2 separate regions of the Zea mays genome follow, and region 2 is linked to region 1. The links are chromatin contacts, called in public Hi-C maps. All regions are on one chromosome and are shown on one strand. Each heading gives the region's core, a stretch centred on a gene start, on an enhancer-like site or on the middle of the called end of the contact. The rest is flanking DNA. Distances are from core to core; before and after follow the strand shown. Region 1 holds the start of LOC100191906 (palmitoyltransferase ZDHHC9). Region 2 holds the start of LOC100280040 (GYF domain-containing protein).

Region 1 (2,801 bases), core at 92-2,591:
GGTGTCCAATGATCTCACTAAAGATCGCTAAGGGTGTGTTTGGTTGGATGTATAAGGAGGAATAGAAGGGGACGACCACAGTTTTTTATAGTGTTTGGATGAGAGTCATGTGGAGGCGAGTTAAACACCGGAGTAATTTTTTGGTGACAGCGTGTGATCCCAAAAAATTAAGGGGACGATATCACACCTGCCTTATCCTACTTTGACATCAAATCAAACACATCATAACAAACTATGGGCAGCGGAGACTATCGAAGTAGGATCTGCATTGTTGCTGCCGTATAAGCTATGACTACTTCCTAATGGCTACCGGGTCCTTGGAGTAGTGAAGAGCTGGGTAAACTATGAGGGTGAAGTCATCCCAAAATGACACAAGGTCCATTGGACTGTAACGCTAGAGTCACGAAGGTCATGTGTAGGTGTTGGGACAACCCGCCGCATTAGAGGAACTATAACTAAAACTCTAGTGATCCTCAACATGTGCTCCATAAAAAGCAAAAGACTGCTGCTGGTGGCTAGAAAACCCTACCGATGCTTCGCTTCCGATATCTGGTGTTGGTTGAGCCTTCCTGATTTCGAACTCGTATAATTTTGTAAAAGTAGAAGTGGTTAAGGCCTCCGTGTTTTTTTTTGTGCATGAAATCATATATTCCCGGCGTTTACCCGTCTAGTTCTCCCTAGCCGCTAGCCATCTTTGTTGTTTGTTGTGCTTGTGCAGGCCAAAACCACTGACTCCACTTCAGAAGGTTGTTCAGCTGTGGCACATGCAGAAGAAAGGGGCATCGGTTTCTCTTTTGACCTGACAGTGCCTTTTTGTTGTTGTGCCATATCAACAACTGAACCATTACAGGCTGTAGCTGAACCAAACAACACTTCTTCTTCTGAAGCAGTCTGTTTGTGAATAAAATAGAACTGACTGTCACAGATGACAGATCTCAAGTTATTAGCATTTGAGAATCCAACAAGCCCCTGCTATCTTTGTTCAACCACCTGCCAGCAATGATTTGGTGGACAAGTAGCCCTTCGGCTGCACTAACCCCAAGCAAGCAAACTTTCTGCAGACACAGAAAAAGTTGGCACAAAATCTTTTTTTAAAAATATTAACAGAACGGGGAAGGAACATTCGGAAAAGGTAAGGAAGCTCTACTACCTACAGTCTAGTCCTACACGGTGCGGTGCGCTGCGCTGCGCAAGCGTGAATGGCGGGGGTTTTGCTGTTCGCTACCGCGCCGGGGGGCAAAATAAGCGGAAACTCGGAGGGCTTTTGTGCAAAATTTAGGCAAGACGCAACATGGGACCACCACGAGAAGATATTACTACATGTCCCCAGCAGAGCCCTCCATTTGGTCTCATATCTTCTTCTCGTCCGTCTCGCTTCTCTCTCTCTCTCCTGAGGCGCAGCGGTGGGGTGGGGTGGGGTAGGGGGCGGCATTGCGAGCTCACACCACCTGCGGCGCGGCGATCCCGGGCCACCGGCTATCGGGCTATGTGATGATCCGGGCCGTGATCTCGACGGCTATTCGCGGCTGAACGGGCGGCGGCGATGAACGGAGCGAGCGCCGGCGCCGGCGGGGAGGCGCCGCTGGTGTACAAGGCCTGGAAGGGGAACAATGTGAGCGGAATGCCCCTCCTCCCTATGTCTCTTCCCCTCTGCGCCTTTTTTTTCCCCTCCCTTAGTTCCTCTGTTGCGGGTGTGGCGTGGATCTGTGCGGCCTCGTGGTCGCGGCTCGAATTAGCTGTTCCTTTCTTCCTAGGGACCGGCACTGGATTGACCCGTGTCGTACGCAGATGTTGGGATTCCCTCGTTGAGCTTGGTAAATTCGTCTGCTCATTGTTGGCTCCAAACACAACAGTTGGCTACTCGATTTCCTCCCTATTTATTTCATGATTCTGTACTTGGATCCTGGGAATGTAGGTTCTAGGACGGCTGCACGGGTTAAGTGACTCTGGTATTGGTCAGGACAAGAAACCTGAGTTTTAGCACTGGACTAGTGCGTTAATTATACTTCCACCCAGTGTCTATTACACTTACATCTCAGAATAGTTTCACCCTCTGCTTTCTTGAGTCAGTCGTGCGTAGACAGAGCTGACAAGGTACCCACATAGCTTGAGGAGAGATCTTCCCTACGAGATCTTCAAGCTGTTTCTGTCGTGATAGGAACAGAAAGTGTGATTAACGGCAGATTCCATCTCTTGCAGGTGTTTCTACTGAAGGGGAGGTTCATATTTGGCCCTGATGCAAGATCCCTGTTTATCACCATGTTCCTTATTGTCGCGCCGGTATCAATTTTCTGCGCGTTCGTTGCCAAGGAATTGATGGATAAGTTCTCTTATGGTCTGGGATTGCCGGTTATGATTGCAGCAGTTCTATTCACAGCATATGTGAGTATGGTTCTTAGCCTTTTTCAAATCACCGCGCTCATTTATTTCCTGAGCTGTGTTGTACTGGTACTGCTTTAATATATAATGCAGTTATGAGAACAGTACGAGTCTTTAACAAAGCTGACAGCTTCAGTTTTTCAAAGGATGCTTGTATTGTGCATCTATATTGGTTGTGTCTGGCATGATCGCTTGGTCCAGTTTTATTACCATCAAAATGCATGATTTGAAACTGGAAAAATTTTCCGGTTTCGCATTTGCCTTTCCAATACATGGCATTCCAACTGGGCAAGTGACTCACTAGATGATACACTGCTTAAGAACTGTTATTTAATTGTTCCTAACCGAATGGGACTGAGATTTCTGCTCTTATCATGTGTCATGTGTTAAATGGCAAAGTGATCCCTAGTTAGATAATGTAA
Region 2 (2,801 bases), core at 225-2,724, 530 kb after region 1:
CCAACCTTACTCTTGTGCGTTCTTTGTGACCAATCTTGTAAGGGCGAGAGGCTCCAATTTGTGGAGATTCCTCGCAAATAGGAAAAGGATATAAGGAAGAAAAGTCGTAGTATTCAAGTTGATCATTGCATCACTTGAAAGGGGTTGAGTGCAACCCTCGTCCATTGGGACGCCACAACGTGAAAGTAGGCAAGTGTTACTTGGCCGAACCACGGGATAAATTCGCATGTCTCTTGTGATTGCTCTCTCTTTGATTGTTTGTGTTCGCAAGAGCTCGTCTTATTGACTTGATTAACCCGCACTAATATCTTTATAATCAAGGTTGTTGGAATTTAGTGTTGAATTTTACAGGATCACCTATTCACCCCTCTAGGTGCTCTCAAAAAATGAGGTACCATTGCCATCCTTTCTAAGCATAATATTACTATGAATTGAAATAGGCTTAGTATTGTTACCTAAGGAACATGAATTTGCCATGTGTCCCCTTTCCCAACATGTGTAGCAAGTTTTCTTTGTTTCGACCACTTGTCTGCTATCGAATTCATGCATGTATGCAAGTGAAGCACTTTGAATGATTTGAATTATGCAAATGATGAATTTGTGATTCTTGTTTGATAAGTGTGAAGATGATCCATCCAAGAATTAGAGAAAATTGATCGATCACGATTCATATATAATGGGAATAATAATCAAGAGAAAAATGATGATTATTGGACTTTAGTGTGTAGATAAACCAAATTTAAAGCTACAAGTAATGACCAGAAAAACTAGGTTAACATAATTTAAAAGTTTTTAATAACCTAAAAATTGAGAAGTGTCGCAACTCGCAAGCTATGATTGCTTTGTTCCCGATACGTATTTAGGGTCCGTTTGGTTCCTTTAGTTCAGTAACTAAAGTTTAGTTAGGAGACTAAAGTTTAGTCTCTATCATGTTTGATTCTATAGACTAAAATATTCAAAATGTATTAAATGAATCATAAGAGGACTAAAATACACCTTAACATTCTTTCGTCATTAGCGTAACTGAAATAAAGGAGGGGCAAAAACTAGAATTTATAAGGTTTAATTCCTTTTAGTCTTCCCTTGATAGACTAGAGACTAAAACAATTTAGTCCCTGTTTTAGTCTCACCATTTGGCAACTTAGAGACTAAATAAGACTAAAATAAAGAGACTAATCTTTAGTCCCTCGAACTAAACGGGACCTTAGCAAGTTATTTTTAGGAACTTATGTGTGAAACCAAGCCATCTTCACAACAAATTATTTGTTTTTTTTCCATAATTGAGTCACGATATCTGTATCACCACCATCCTAAAAAACGTTCATATAGTCACCAGCTAACTAATAAAAACGTACTATTTTGCTACAAACAAGGAAGAAAAAAACGATAGAAACAAACAAATCGCGCGATAAGCTATGATTTATCTCTTGGTTTGTGCTCGTCATCTCTTCCTATTCTCTCGCCCCGCTCCACGCCCCCATCGAAACACAGCCAAAAAGCCACCCCGTCCAAAACACACACACATAGCTCCCAATCCCAACCCCCGGCCACCCTCCATCTCCTGCTCCTCGCATCGCCGGTGACCTCGCCGCCTCGCTCTGTCTCAAAACCCTAGCCCCGGTTCTCTCCGCCGCCTCGCCCCGTTCGCTCGGATCGCGCCGCGGGAGCCGCTGCCTCTCCTCTCTCTCCGCCCTCCACCGGAAACCCTAGCTCACTCCCCCGCTCGCTCCTTCGGATCCCGCGAGGCTCCGATGGCGGAGAGGAAGCTGGATCGACCCTCGGCACTCGGCAAAGGTGACCCGCCCGATCTAGGCGCCCTGGCCCGCGTGAGATCCGATCTGCCGCCTGGACTGGCCTCGGGGCAGATCTGTGATTGATTGGTGGGTGCCCCCGATTTGACGTCTGGTTGTTGCGTCGTGCAGGTGGGCTGTCGCTTGGGATCGAGGAGGACAGGGCCGCCGCCGCCATGGGGTTCGTCGACCACTCCAAAGGTGCGGATTTCTTCACCCGAAACCACTTGCCTTTCATTCCTCCCTGATTCATCTCGGACTGTCTGCTTTGCTCAGCTTAGCATGAGGTATTTCTGTAGCGGGCGCCATGCACTACCGCACAAATGTGTAGCGTTCTGTTGGGTATTGCTAGTTCGTGTTGCGTGGGTGCATGTTTCCTGTGCGGTTGCTATCCTCGTCCTCTGTCTGCTTGCGTAGGGTCGTGAGCTTGTGCATCATTAGGCTGTCGTGTGGATGATACAATCGTGTGGATGATATTGCTGAGCGTTGACCCTCTGCTATGCAGATCAGCACCACCTGGATAACAGCATTCCCCTTTCTCCTCAGTGGCTCTACGCCAAACCTGCTGATGGAAAGGTTTGTGATCACTGCCCTTCCTTCAGGGACTGTTTCACTGTACCATGATGTCGATTGACTGCTGGTAAATTGATCTTTAACGATGCTGGATGCTCATCTGCAGATCTCGCTGCCTCATGGGTCCTCCCTTGAACCTGCTGAAAAGGAAGCGAGGATGTTGGAAGGAACTGCTGATAGGAAAGAACGAAGGAGGAATGTATTTGATGCTGACAGTGGTCTTCGTTGGCTTGAAGAGGAGAGGGAGACAAGCCTTCTTGGGAGGAGGGAGCGCAAGAAGGATGTAGACCGGGATGTGGATAACCGCAAGATCGATCGCCGATCTGACAATGTTTCTGCAAGGGACAACACTGATCCGCGCACAGCTCCTTCATCTGAAAGGTGGAATGATGGTTCCACCCGTAGCCTGGGGAATGAGGGTCGACGTGATGCAAAATG

What was found. Hi-C and Micro-C count contacts between places; a contact is called where the count stands out from the background.
Region 2: a Hi-C map of ear shows a contact between it and region 1, with 2.2 times the contacts expected there. The contact joins the promoter of LOC100280040 here to the promoter of LOC100191906 in region 1. A contact is called at or near these places in 2 of 25 Hi-C or Micro-C datasets (ear and tassel).

Annotation. Positions count from the first base shown.
Region 1 is chr8:166,661,552-166,664,352 of Zm-B73-REFERENCE-NAM-5.0, forward strand. It overlaps LOC100191906 (palmitoyltransferase ZDHHC9), which reads left to right and starts at 1,342. Exons shown (of 5, transcript NM_001137330.2): 1 at 1,342-1,612; 2 at 2,200-2,382. The coding sequence starts at 1,544.
Region 2 is chr8:167,194,451-167,197,251 of Zm-B73-REFERENCE-NAM-5.0, forward strand. It overlaps LOC100280040 (GYF domain-containing protein), which reads left to right and starts at 1,475. Exons shown (of 9, transcript NM_001331175.1): 1 at 1,475-1,794; 2 at 1,923-1,991; 3 at 2,296-2,366; 4 at 2,470-2,801. The coding sequence starts at 1,752.